Linked DNA regions of Mus musculus: regions 1 and 2 are each linked to region 3. A link is a contact called in public Micro-C and promoter capture Hi-C data. All regions are on one chromosome and are shown on one strand. Each heading gives the region's core, a stretch centred on a gene start, on an enhancer-like site or on the middle of the called end of the contact. The rest is flanking DNA. Distances are from core to core; before and after follow the strand shown.

Evidence for each region. Promoter capture Hi-C pulls out the DNA fragments that hold promoters and counts their contacts. Hi-C and Micro-C count contacts between places; a contact is called where the count stands out from the background.
Region 1: a contact with region 3 is called in a Micro-C map of embryonic stem cells, with 5 times the contacts expected there. The contact joins the promoter of Slc49a4 here to the promoter of Adcy5 in region 3. A contact is called at or near these places in 1 of 39 promoter capture datasets (hippocampal neurons), 2 of 484 Hi-C or Micro-C datasets (both in embryonic stem cells) and 3 of 115 datasets of contacts at active chromatin or transcription factors (astrocytes, embryonic forebrain and embryonic hindbrain).
Region 2: a contact with region 3 is called in a promoter capture Hi-C map of hippocampal neurons, with 3 times the contacts expected there. The contact joins the enhancer-like site here to the promoter of Adcy5 in region 3. A contact is called at or near these places in 4 of 39 promoter capture datasets (embryonic stem cells, hippocampal neurons, liver and 1 more) and 3 of 115 datasets of contacts at active chromatin or transcription factors (embryonic stem cells and stem cell-derived neural progenitor cells).

The regions. Positions count from the first base shown.
Region 1 is chr16:35,767,897-35,772,182 of GRCm38.p6, forward strand. It overlaps Slc49a4 (solute carrier family 49 member 4), which reads right to left and starts at 1,474. Exons shown (of 9, transcript NM_153550.4): 1 at 1,003-1,474. The coding sequence starts at 1,345. Hspbap1 (Hspb associated protein 1) reads left to right here and starts at 2,490. Exons shown (of 8, transcript NM_175111.3): 1 at 2,490-2,643. The coding sequence starts at 2,580.
Region 2 is chr16:35,700,546-35,704,369 of GRCm38.p6, forward strand. The region is part of intron 8 of Slc49a4 (solute carrier family 49 member 4); the gene reads right to left. Among named protein-coding and RNA genes, the nearest start is that of Gm25967, 20 kb to the right of the region's middle. Within about 2 kb of position 1,441, at least 7 of the 459 cell types and tissues checked have an H3K27ac peak or open chromatin away from gene starts, as enhancers often do. A contact at or near this core is called in hippocampal neurons, where this site is marked.
Region 3 is chr16:35,153,590-35,157,704 of GRCm38.p6, forward strand. It overlaps Adcy5 (adenylate cyclase 5), which reads left to right and starts at 1,275. Exons shown (of 21, transcript NM_001012765.5): 1 at 1,275-3,646. The coding sequence starts at 2,510.

The DNA.
Region 1 (4,286 bases), core at 224-2,723, 610 kb after region 3:
CCCTGGCCACTTCCCTTATGACATTACAAAGAAATGAGCATTGTATGAACGATGCTCACCAGATAAGCATTCTGCTTGGCCCTTCATCTTGGACTTCCCGGTTTCCAGAGGGGTTATAAATAAATGTCCTTCATTTTATAAGCTTATGGCTGTTTGTCAATGGGCCAGTAGACTAAGGCAATGTCCCAAAACTACCCAAAGAATCTATTGTATCAAAACTCGTAAAAGACTGAACAGAAACAAAGCAGTTTCCGACCAGTATCCGACCTCATAACCTAAGAAGTCTAAATCGTGCACAGCAGCCTCCTGGGGGTTTTATTTATCCTCTGGAGGGATAATTCAACATCTTGACTCTTTCCACTCTGGCCTTTTCCTCATCTCACAGAATCACACTGGCAATTGGCAAAGTGAGAAGCCTGGAGTCCCTAACTGAAAGAGAGCCTTCCTGCATCTGCGATCTTTATCTGAGAGTAATAAATCGCAACTGAGAAGTCACCCAGGCGGAAGCTCTCGGTTTACCTGGGGTTCTACCTTCCAGAAACCCAAGCGTCAGACCCGAGTTTCCCAACAGTCATCCAGGGCTGGAGTCACCACGCCAGCTCATTACCCTCTTACATCTGGTCATCACCAGTCTCTTCTGATCTTTCGCTCTCAGCACCCCAAATCTCTTTGAAATTTAAGCATGAGTCACTTTTGTCAGGTGTCAAAGACATTCATAGCAAGTGCACTGGATGGCTCTGATGTCCACAGTATACAAAGCCTTCTACATCTGATGATTGTGGCATAAAGGGCGTAACACAAAACATCAATACTTGGAAAGCATCCTCCGTATTTGTCGCTTTGGGGACAGAGGGTTCCCGAGTAAGGAATGGGATGCCAGCTACACTGGGTCACCTCACACAACCCCTAGACCAAGCCCAGGGAGACACAGGCAGGCCCGGATCCTGGCAGGCGCCAACTCCCAGAGAAGGGACACGCCCGCAGGCGTCCCGGACCCCTTACCTCTCTTGTCCAGCAGCCACATGAACGCGAAGCAGGGCAGGAAGCCTATGGGCCCCCAGAGGACCAGGAGCGCGATGTCCCATCCGGAGAAGCCATAGGCCTGGCGCGCCGAGTTCTGGATGGGGCCCCAGGTGTTCCAGACCAGGCCCTGGGCGAACGCGAGGAGCGAGAAGAGCAGCAGCACCAGCCAGCGGCGCCCGTACACCCTCCCGGGGTTCGGGCCCGCCGCAGGCAGCACGGCCGTCGCCTCCCGGCCCCTGCGCGCAGCCCCCGGCGCAGGCCCGAGCCCCGGCCCCAGCAGCGGCTGCCGCTCCTCCTCCTCGCTGCTCCAACCCGAGCCCATGGCGACGCCGCCCGCCGGCCCTGCCCGACGCGTCCCGGTGGCCGCAGACCAGCCGGGAGCTGACTGGGCGGGTGGAGCGGGAGCCGGAGCCGGAGCTGCTCTAGTCCTCGGCCTCCCGGGCGCGTCTGCTGCGCCTGCGCCGCCCGAGCCCGAGGGGAGGAGGCGAGGCGGGGTCCACCCTGCTCGCTGGGAACCCAGGAATGCCCCGGGGAGAAGCCCGGGACCCTACGAGTGGAAAGGGTAGAAGATCGCGGCCGGCTGGGAGACTGGAGCGAAGTAGGCTGAGTCAGTCACTCGCGGGTTGCTTGGAGGAAGTGCCCAAGTTTACATCACGTGCCTAATAAACAACTCGCTGACCTCGGGTCACTTATCCCAATGCTTGGGTCTATATTAGGCTTACTTTTGTTTTTATTGGGTTTCTAACTGCAGAAATTATAGACGGCAGGATACTGAAGTTTAGGAAGGTCTCAGGGTATTGTTTCATGAAGACCATTTGGTTTTGTATGTGTCTTACGCATCCAGTGAGATTATAAACTAGCCAATTTTCCTTCATACATATAAAGAGTTTTTTCTACCCATTTTGTTTGTCATGCAAACGGGTAAATAATATGGATTGTGTTAAAGTTGGAAGACAGTGACCTAGATCTCTCTCTTGGTATGTTAGCCAGACTAAATAAACGGCAAAAGCTGGAGATTGTGCATCTCTTGACCACATAGACATAGACATTCATTTGTTCAAATGCACAAATCCAGAACTCTGACAGCTGCCTGTGTCCTTGAAAACTAGTCATTTGCTGACATATCTGGCTCAGCAAATGAGTCACAGGGAACGCCTTCAAGGGGTTCGTATTCCCAGGCAGTCACGAAAACCAGCTGGAATGGCACTGATGCCAAGGGAACCAACAAGGTGGAAGAGTAGGCACGCCAGCCCCGGGGTCTCCTAAATCGCGAGTCCGACTGAGAGAAAGCCAAGGCGAAGATGGAGGATCCGACTAGAGAAGGAAGAGAAACAGCAGACGCTAAGGGTGGAAGAAAGGAGCCACAGCCCAGCCCACGTGCTCGCCGCCTTTCAGCTTCCAAAGAGCAAAACAAACCGGCGTGGCCACGCCCAGCGCCGTCACGTGACCGCGGCGGCGCCGGTTCCGGCAGAGGCGGAGGATCCTTCCTGTGTGGAAGCCGCAGATCCCGGTGAGCCCTCTCACCTGGCGCTCTCTCCATCCTCGGCGCGATAACCATGGCAGCAGGCTGCGAGGGCATCGCGCCCCCGACCCTGGGCGAGAGAACTGTGGGGGAGGAAGGTAGGTGCGAGCCAGGGACGCCGAAGTGCCTCCGAGCGGTGCGGATGGGCGCGGCTCCATCCCAAGTCTCGCCCGCGGCGTGTTAGGCCTGGGAGAAAGTGACTTTTTAGAGCATGTGGCTTCTTAACGTCGTGCGGATCAGTTTTCTGATCTATCGGGACAAGTACCACTGTGGAGTAAGAAGTTCCTCTGAGGACTCCAGGATCGCTGGCCTCTGAGGGAATTTTGTGGCAATTCTCTTGTCTCTGTTGGGATTCCAGGTGTATGCGACCATAACTTTTTATGGAGGTCTCTGGGGAGTTCGCCAGACTTGTGCACCAGGGGTTTTTACTTGACAGTCCATCTCTCCTGTCCCAAATCATTCTCTCATTTTTTAAAAAACCAATTTATCTTCCTGATAATGTGTCCTGTATCCTATTTTATGCCTCTCTTATCCACCATTCAACAGCAAAAGTGACACGTAAGATTCTTTAATAATTTGTATTGGACTTAGAACCTCCACTAAAATCCAAGCTCCAAAAACCGTGACCTACACAAAAATTTAATTTGGGGTCTGTTGTGTTTTATAAAAATAAGGAGAATATGTTTGGTGGATGTGTAGTCAGGTGTTGGGGAAGGGGGTGCCTCCGCTCCGCGGGCCCATGCTGAGGCATCCCTTCCCCTTGAGGGACCAGCCACACAAAGGTATAGTAGAGAATAGAGTTTCTTCAGGGTATGGGAGCGGAGTTGAGCGAGTAAAGGCAGAGAGAGAAGAGGAGTAGAGGCCGGCCATGAGCACGTGGAGGGGGGAGGGGAATGGAGAAAGGTTAAGGAGCAAGGGCAAGAGAGCAAGAGAAAGAGGAGGGGCAATCAGCCCCTTTTACCATGAGTCAGACACCTGGCTGTTGCCAGGTAACTGTGGGGCGGAGCCTGGAGAAAATGCCCACTGGGTCTGTTGAGGTCTCTAAGCATCTCTTCTGTTTGTACATTCTTAAACATTTTTAATTAGCCATAAAATGTGGGTTTCGTACGTTCTTGACTGGTCGATTCCCTTTCCATCATACTTGTACCCATCTTGCAGGTTCCAAATATCTCTAACCCTTGCATATTCTACTAGATGTTAAGCGCTTTGTGGAAATAACCTGTGGTGGTTTGAATAAAAACGGCCCCATAGGCTCATCTACTTAAATGTTTGGTCCCCAGTTGGTGGAAATCTGGGAAGGATTAGAAAATGGCCTTGCTGGAGGTGTGTCACTAGGGGTAGTAGGCTTTGAGGTTTCAAAAGCCCGTGCCATTCTCAGCGCTCTCCACTGCCTGCTTGTGGACCAAAATGTAAGTTTTCAGCTATTGCTACAACTTCATGCTTGCCTGACTATTGCTATGCTCCCTGCCATGATGGATCATGGATGCTAACTGTCTTAGAGTTATCATTTCTATGAAGAGACACCACGACCAAGGTAACTGTAATAAAAGGAAACATTTATTTGGGGCTGGCTTACAGTTTCAAAGGTTTAGACCATTATCATCATGGTAGGAAGTATGGCAGCCTTTAGGCAGGCATGGTGCTGGAGGAGCTGAAAGTTCTACAGCTTGATCCCGAAGAGAGTCAGGAGGAGACTCTCTTCCACACTGGGCAGAACTTTGAACCCTAGAAGATTTCAAAG
Region 2 (3,824 bases), core at 191-2,690, 550 kb after region 3:
AGACTCCCTTGTAAGAGCAGCATCTACCACACAGCAGCCTTATCCACACTGCCAATCTGAAGCTCAAGTGCCACATTTCACTCTGCTTGGGCTCTGCACAGCACTTCCACACAAGCTCTATGCACCACGTCAACCCTGCACAGCACTTCCACACAAGCTCTATGCACCACGTCAACCCTGCACAGCACTTCCACACAAGCTCTATGCACCACGCCAACCCTGCACAGCACTTCCACACAAGCTCTATGCACCACGCCAACCCTGCACAGCACTTCCACACAAGCTCTATGCACCACGCCAACCCTGCACAGCACTTCCACACAAGCTCTATGCACCACGCCAACCCTGCACAGCACTTCCACACAAGCTCTATGCACCACGCCAACCCTGCACAGCACTTCCACACAGGCCCTGTGCACCATGCCAACCCTGCACAGCACCTCTGCACTGGCCCTGTGCACCATGCCAACCCTGCACAGCACCTCTGCACTGGCCCTGTGCACCATGCCAACCCTGCACAGCACCTCTGCACTGGCCCTGTGCACCATGCCAACCCTGCACAGCACCTCTGCACTGTTGGTTCATCTTCTGTCCTTCTCCCAGAAGCTGCTAACCTCTTCCCTTTTCTTTCTCAATGTCACCATGCTTACAGTTTGATCATCTACAAGCATCATCTCCAGAACCTCCAGCGCCAACCAGCGTTCAACAAAACTATCTCTGTTCTCCCAGTGAGCATCCAGGGGGCACCCCAGATCCTGCCAATGGCCTGTTCCCTGCACTCTACAGGGAGTACCACCAACCTCCCAGACATACCCCGTCCCAATCTAACACCACAGCACTCTCCTTCTTAGGTGTAACATCCCTGGTCCACACCTGCTGATCCTTCCCATTAGTGATGCTTTCCGCCTCAGCCAGGTCCCTGGATCTTCTGAATGACACTATAGACTCAAATTCTGACAGCCACTTCAAAATCTTTATGCATTTAGACAAAACTCGCTGCTGCACTTAGACCAAATACAGCACAAAAGACAAACTTCAGAATATAAATCGGATTGCATTTGAGAGCACATGGAGGATGGCAGCCTCCCCCCACTGCTTTTTTCTGTGATGTTTTTAGAATAAGGCATCACTGCACTGTCACAGTTCATCAAGGGTCTCAGAGGAACAGTCCCCTCACAGTAGGGAACAAGCACCGTTCTCTTTAGAAGCTGACCTTGCAAACCCCAGGTCAGAAAAATACTACAGAATCTCTGATTCGGTTTCATGTAATGCCCAACTGAAAGGCTCTGTGGCCCAGAGCTCCACATACGCCGGTGGCCTCACGCTGGAGGCAACCACGGGGGGAAGCCATCCTCAGGCAAGGCACTGAGTGTACATGCTCATGTCGGGGAGTTGCACAGCTTTGAAAAATTATCCGACGCAGGCACCACACAGCTTGGTGTGGGCGGGAAAGAACCTTGTCAAGGAAGCGGAGGACTTTCTGAGAGGAGAGCTAAACTCAGCTCACTGTGATCAAAGCCAGGTTGTAGGCACACACGGGACACACGTCTGTCATTGTCACTTAGGAGAGCAAGGTGGGAGGCTGGCTAGGGCCCTGGAGTCTGAGACAAGCCTGGTGAATACAGTGAGCCTAAATCTCAAACCAACTAACCAACCAACCAACCAAACCAATTCCAGGCTTTCTTAAAAACCAATAAAGTAGGACTTTGAAGAGAGCAATAATAAATAGCTGAACCTCACATCTACTCCATAGGCAAGTATTCATCTTAAAGTTGCTGAATTACGCTGCTTCCACACTGGCTTTATGGAAGATCACTGAGTTCATTGTATAAAATATTTAGGACTCTGGGCTGCAGGACTAGGAGACATTTGAGGAAATCACTTTACAAAGTTTTTAGATTTGCAGTTTATCCTAAAGTCCTAAAGCCTGTGGCACTTTGCTGCAGGATTTGTAGGGCCAGGACAGCTAACCTCGGATGGAGGGATTTCAACTCGGGTCACACTGCTAAGCAAGCTGTGTCCATGGTCTTGACATATTCACAGGGCTCACTTCTCTACAAGAGAAGCCTGCTCATTTACACCATAGCATCAATGAGTTAACTACCAAGAAGGAACAAAACACGCCTCCAGAGCGTGTGCACTGTGCTCCCTCACATACCTACCCGCACATCCACTACCCACATGCGGGCATTTACTGAAAGTTCTCTGTCTGCAAATCATCTTGGTGGACTAAATTAATTATTACTGCACGTTTCATTTGCTCACAGCAGCCAAGAGGTTAGGCAGGAACCCTATACCAGCTGTTCACATATGAGTAAGAACACATGATTAGAATTCGGCTAATAAGAGGACCGTGTTCTCCTCTCAGCCAGAACAATTCTTGTTGTAACCAGGGCAGGTAAGAGATAGGAGAAACGGTGCTTGGTACTTTTCTGGCCACTATGCATGAGTCCCAGCTACAGCACAACAGGTGTCAATCTCTGATGAATCTACCACTGGCTGTTGCTGGCAGCTGGGCAGTGGTGGTGCTCGCCTTTGATCCCAGCACTCAGGAGGCAGAGGCAGGCAGATCTCTGAATCTGAGGCCAGGCTGGTCTACAGAGTGAGTTCCAGGACAGCCAGGGCTACATGGAGAAACCCTGACTCAACAATCCCCCAAGCCCCTCCTCCCCAACAAAACAAAACAAAACAAAACAAAACAAAACCCTGCTGCTGGACCTAGAGGAGCAGCGGATACCAAATACCCAGTGTTCTTCTGCAGTAAGACAGTATGGAAACGTGGCCTGAGTCTTCCATGGCCATGTGTGGTGCTGAACCTTTGAGAGGTGAGCTCCTGTGGGAAACTCTGACTGCCCCTCCCTAGTCTTCGTCATCTTGCCCTGTGATCTTTCTCGCCATGCCCTAAGAGATCTTCATCAGAGCTGGTACATCATCATGCAAGGACCGTCTAAAACAGTGAGTGAAACTAAACTCTCCTTAACAAAGAGTCCAACGGGTGTGTGTGTGTGTGTGTGTGTGTGTGTGTGTGTAACTGAGTAGGACGCAGTTCTAGAGTGCTGCGGTTATGGTGCCTTCCTGCTTTACACTGATCAATAATGTTATACCTAGAGCCAAGGAAAGAGAGTCATCGGGGAATAACATTATCCAACATCAGCTGCTGCGTTTAAATACTGTGAGGAAAGAAAGTATTTCTAGTTCACAGGAAAAAACCGTGTTCTGCATGGCTGCACAGACATTTAGTAAACCTGGGCCCATCAGCTGAAAAATTGTTTCTGTCGTGCTAGGGACACACACTAGTTCTGAAGCTTTGCCATGCAAAGGCGACAGACCCTCAATTTCCACTTCGACACAACTGAAGTGAATTAAAGCTGTAACACAGCAGATGCGAGGCTCTGTGTAGAAGGCAGATGTCCTCTCCCTAACAGGTGGTGTTTTCCGTACTGGAAGCAGAAGAGAAGAGGCAGTGACTGCACCAGTGCTCCTCCCTTGGTGGCCCGCTAAGCCCGCACCTGGTGTAGTGGAACCAAAGCCTTACCTGCAGCCCCGACTGACAGGGGCCATCTTGTTTGCTGTTAATCATGTTATAAAAATCCCTGTCATTTGGATACATTGTGCAGTTTGGAGAAGTTCAAGTTGCCATGATTTTGCTTTGTTGCTTTGAATGTTTTGAAAATATATCTTCTGGCCAAGGAGGTTAACACAGTTATTACTTCAATTACGAGCTTGTCAGAAGCTCCCAATAAACAGCGTGACCTCCTGGAGTAGCCTGCTTCAGAGAACAGCTCAGCCTATTGACTTACTCTTATTCATCCCCAGGGCTTTAA
Region 3 (4,115 bases), core at 25-2,524:
AGGAGATGAGCAGTGGAGGAGGATGTGGACCTCTAGGCTTCTTGTCAACTTTGGAGGACGGCAGAAGGATGAAGGGGCTGACAGCATACAAGTCACCCTCCCCAAGCAAAACTGCCAGAACTCCGGTTAGGACAGCTTAGGGGGTCAAGGGAGCTGAAGAGGCAGACAGACCCAGATCTTCTACTCAGCTGTCTACTCTTGTCTACCCTTGCCTTTATTCAGGAGTTCCCAGAAGGGTCATTTTTGCTTCCCTGACTGGCAAGGAGACTAGCTTGCCTGTGGGAGCATCTGGGTAGGTGTGGAAGCCAGCGTAGCACTGAAGAAAAGATCTTTGGATTGTGGGTTAGGAGACCTGTGTGGTGTATTCCAAGTTGGCTAAGTTCTTAGAGCCTCAGTTTCCACATTTGCAAATAGGAAATAGCTACACAGGCCCTGTCCCCCATCCGAGCCCATGGCTGTTACTAGAACCACATGGGATTTAAAACACATGAACAGGCAAAGGGCTCCTTATAAACGCCAGGTGTTCCCACAGCTGTCAGTGGTGTTTCCTCTTAGTAACTATGCTCCAAAGTGGTCCTGCTCGCCCCACCCTGGCTGCATCGGCCTCACCCACTGCTAGCAACTCCATCTTTTCCATCGCTGTCTTTCTGTGCCCCAGACATCCTCAGTCTCTGCATCTCCCTAGTTCATTTCCGGGTCTGGCTCTGGGTCCCTCCGTCCTCTCTAGGGACTCTGTCTCCAGTTCCCTGCGGCAGTAGCGGTCGGGGCGCCCCCCACCCGGCGCGCCCTCCGTTGGCACCGTCGCCGGGCCACAGAATCGCCCAATAAGAGCGCCGGACTCGAGTCTGACAGCTCTGGAAGCGGCCAATAGAGCCGGACCAGAGAAGGGGGGAGCAGCACCGTAGCTGAAGTTGGGCTGAATGGGGGTGGGGGAGAAAAGGGTAATAAAAAGAGGGGAGATAGGACTGGGGTCGCAGGACCCGATCGGGGGTGGATTGCCCGCTACCCAGGTCCGACGAGGGATCCGCCCGTTGACCCGGCTCCAGGCACCAGGGAGGGAGGGGCGCAGTGAAAATATAGGTGAGGAAGGGGAGCGGGGGTCCCTGCGGCTCCCGGGCCCGGCTTGAGTATGTTCGCGGGGTGCCGGGGCCAGGACGCGGGCGGCGGCAGGGCAGAGGGCGGAGGCGGCCGCACGCCGCTGTGAGCCGAGGCCCGAGCGGCGCGGGGGGCGGGGAGGCGGCGGGAGGAGGGGATGCGGAGGGCGCTCCGGCGGCGGCGGCGGCGAGCGGGCGAGAAGGGAGGAGCGGCGCGAGCGGCCGGAGCGGCGCAGGGCCCGAGGCGTGCATGGCGCGCCCGGAGCCGGGCTCCCTCGGGCCCCTCGGGAGCGCCCCCGGGGCGCCGCGGCTCTTCGGCCGGCCCTTATCGGCCGGCTGCTGTTGAGCCGCAGCCCTCCATCGCTGGATGCCGTGGTCCCCGGGAGAAGCCCGCCTGCGTTGGGGCAGAACGGCGGCGGCGCTGCGCCGGATTCCGCCCTCCGCGTAGTGGTTCTGCGCTCGGCTACGGTGGGCCAGCCGCCGGCAACGAGGAACCCAGGGCTTGCGGAGCTAGCGACTCAACCCTCGGGACCTGCCGGAACGGGCCGGCCTGCTGGGTCTGGGGGACAGGAGGAGACGAGAGGGGAAGGGCCGCACCGCAGGAGCCGGTCCTCGCCCCCGCCCCCTGCGCGGGCACGCCGGAGGCTCTGTTCGCCTTTCGCGGGGGCCACGCTCCCACTCGCGCCTCCGGAGGTGGGGGATGCGGGCGACGGCCCCCCCGGGCTCCAGGACCCTCCTCCCCGGGGCTCCGGAGCTCTTGCTCCGCCCGCCGCCCCCTCCCCCGTCCTCTCCACCCCCCATCCCACCTCCCCACCCCTCGTAAGAAAATAATGCTGGCAGGAGCCTGCACCTCCCAGTCGCTCCCAGTGCGCTGCGAGCAAAGGGCACCCGCTGCGTCTCCGTGCCGGGACCCCTGCCGAGCCGCCCTCGCCGCCACCTTGCTGGGAGAGTCGCTGCTCTCGGCTTAGGCAAAAGCCACGAGCGCCGCGCCCGGGAACTGCCAGCTTCGGAGAGGCGCCGCCCGCAAGGACACCTCTCCGTCCCGCCTGCTCCTCAACTCCCAGCCTGAGCTCGACGCGAGCCAGGAGTCCGGACATCTCTGCGTCCGGCGCAGCAGTCAGAGCTGTCCCCACTGCCACCGCTCGGAGCCAACTCCGTCTCGGACCTGGGACTCTGGACTCTAATTCGTAGCTACTTCTCACCTCGGGGCTGCGCTGTCTCCCCGCTAGCCTTCCCGTTGTCCTCCACCGCTCAGGACGGGGGTGCCACGATGTCCCGCTGCTGCGCAGGGCCCCGGGCCTCCCTCGACGTGTGACCCTAGCCTGGTCCCCCTGCTTGGCTGTCCGCCCTCTCCTTGGAGACCCCCGGCCCGGCCCCCGGGGGAAGAGGAAGAAGACGACGAGGCCGAGGGGGGGATGTCCGGCTCCAAAAGCGTGAGCCCCCCGGGCTACGCTGCACAGACAGCGGCGTCGCCAGCGCCCCGGGGAGGCCCGGAGCATCGCGCCGCTTGGGGAGAAGCCGATTCCCGCGCCAATGGCTACCCCCACGCCCCCGGGGGATCAACCCGCGGCTCCACCAAGAGATCTGGGGGAGCGGTGACCCCACAACAGCAGCAGCGCCTGGCCAGCCGTTGGCGCGGTGGCGATGACGACGAAGACCCTCCACTAAGCGGTGATGACCCTCTGGCTGGGGGCTTCGGCTTCAGCTTCCGCTCTAAGTCCGCCTGGCAGGAGCGCGGTGGCGACGACGGCGGTCGCGGCAGCAGGCGGCAGCGGCGGGGCGCGGCTGGAGGGGGCAGCACCCGGGCGCCCCCTGCGGGCGGCAGCGGCAGTTCGGCGGCGGCCGCAGCGGCCGCAGGTGGCACAGAGGTGCGCCCCCGCTCGGTGGAGCTGGGCCTGGAGGAGCGTCGAGGAAAAGGCCGAGCGGCCGAGGAGCTGGAGCCCGGGACTGGCATCGTCGAGGATGGAGACGGGTCGGAGGATGGAGGCAGTTCTGTGGCGTCAGGCTCTGGGACCGGCGCGGTGCTGTCGTTGGGCGCCTGCTGCCTGGCCTTGCTGCAGATATTCCGCTCTAAGAAGTTCCCGTCGGACAAACTGGAGCGTCTGTACCAGCGCTACTTCTTCCGCCTGAACCAGAGCAGTCTCACCATGCTCATGGCCGTGCTGGTGCTTGTGTGCCTGGTCATGCTGGCTTTCCACGCGGCGCGCCCCCCGCTCCAGATAGCCTACCTGGCCGTGTTGGCAGCTGCTGTGGGCGTGATCCTTATCATGGCCGTGCTCTGCAACCGTGCAGCGTTCCACCAGGACCACATGGGCCTGGCCTGCTATGCGCTCATTGCAGTGGTGCTGGCCGTCCAGGTAGTGGGCCTGTTGCTGCCACAGCCACGCAGCGCCTCCGAGGGCATCTGGTGGACCGTGTTCTTCATCTATACCATCTACACCCTGCTGCCTGTGCGCATGAGGGCTGCGGTGCTCAGCGGGGTGCTTCTGTCGGCTCTCCACTTGGCCATCTCTCTGCACACCAACTCCCAGGACCAGTTTCTGCTGAAACAGGTAGGGCCCCACTAGGCCACACTTGATTGAGGGGTAGGCAGACCTCGACCTGATTTTTAGAGAAAAGGGATGAAGTCTACACCAGTTAAAAGTGGTCAAAAGTAACCAGAGAGACAAGGCTTCATGCCACGCCACATCACGCCATGCCTAGCTTCTTTACCTACTAAAGACTACTCTTGTAAGGCTTGTAATGCTGTTGGCCTGGTAGAAGACATTCCTCGAACTAGTCACAATTGCCAACTTAAGCAAGAAAGGGGGATTTGAGAAATGTTCAGAGTCCCTATTTCTCTCAGAACTTCTGGTCCTGTATAAACAACACTCCCAACCTAAGTGGCTGGACCCTCTAGCAGCCGACCCCTCCTGAGCTCCTCTGGGTTTGTTAGCTAGTCCCTGGTTCCAGCCTTGTGGAAGACTGTCGCCCAGTCTTAAGGAGGAGGCTGTAACCCTGCCCCCTGAGGCTGGACTGCTG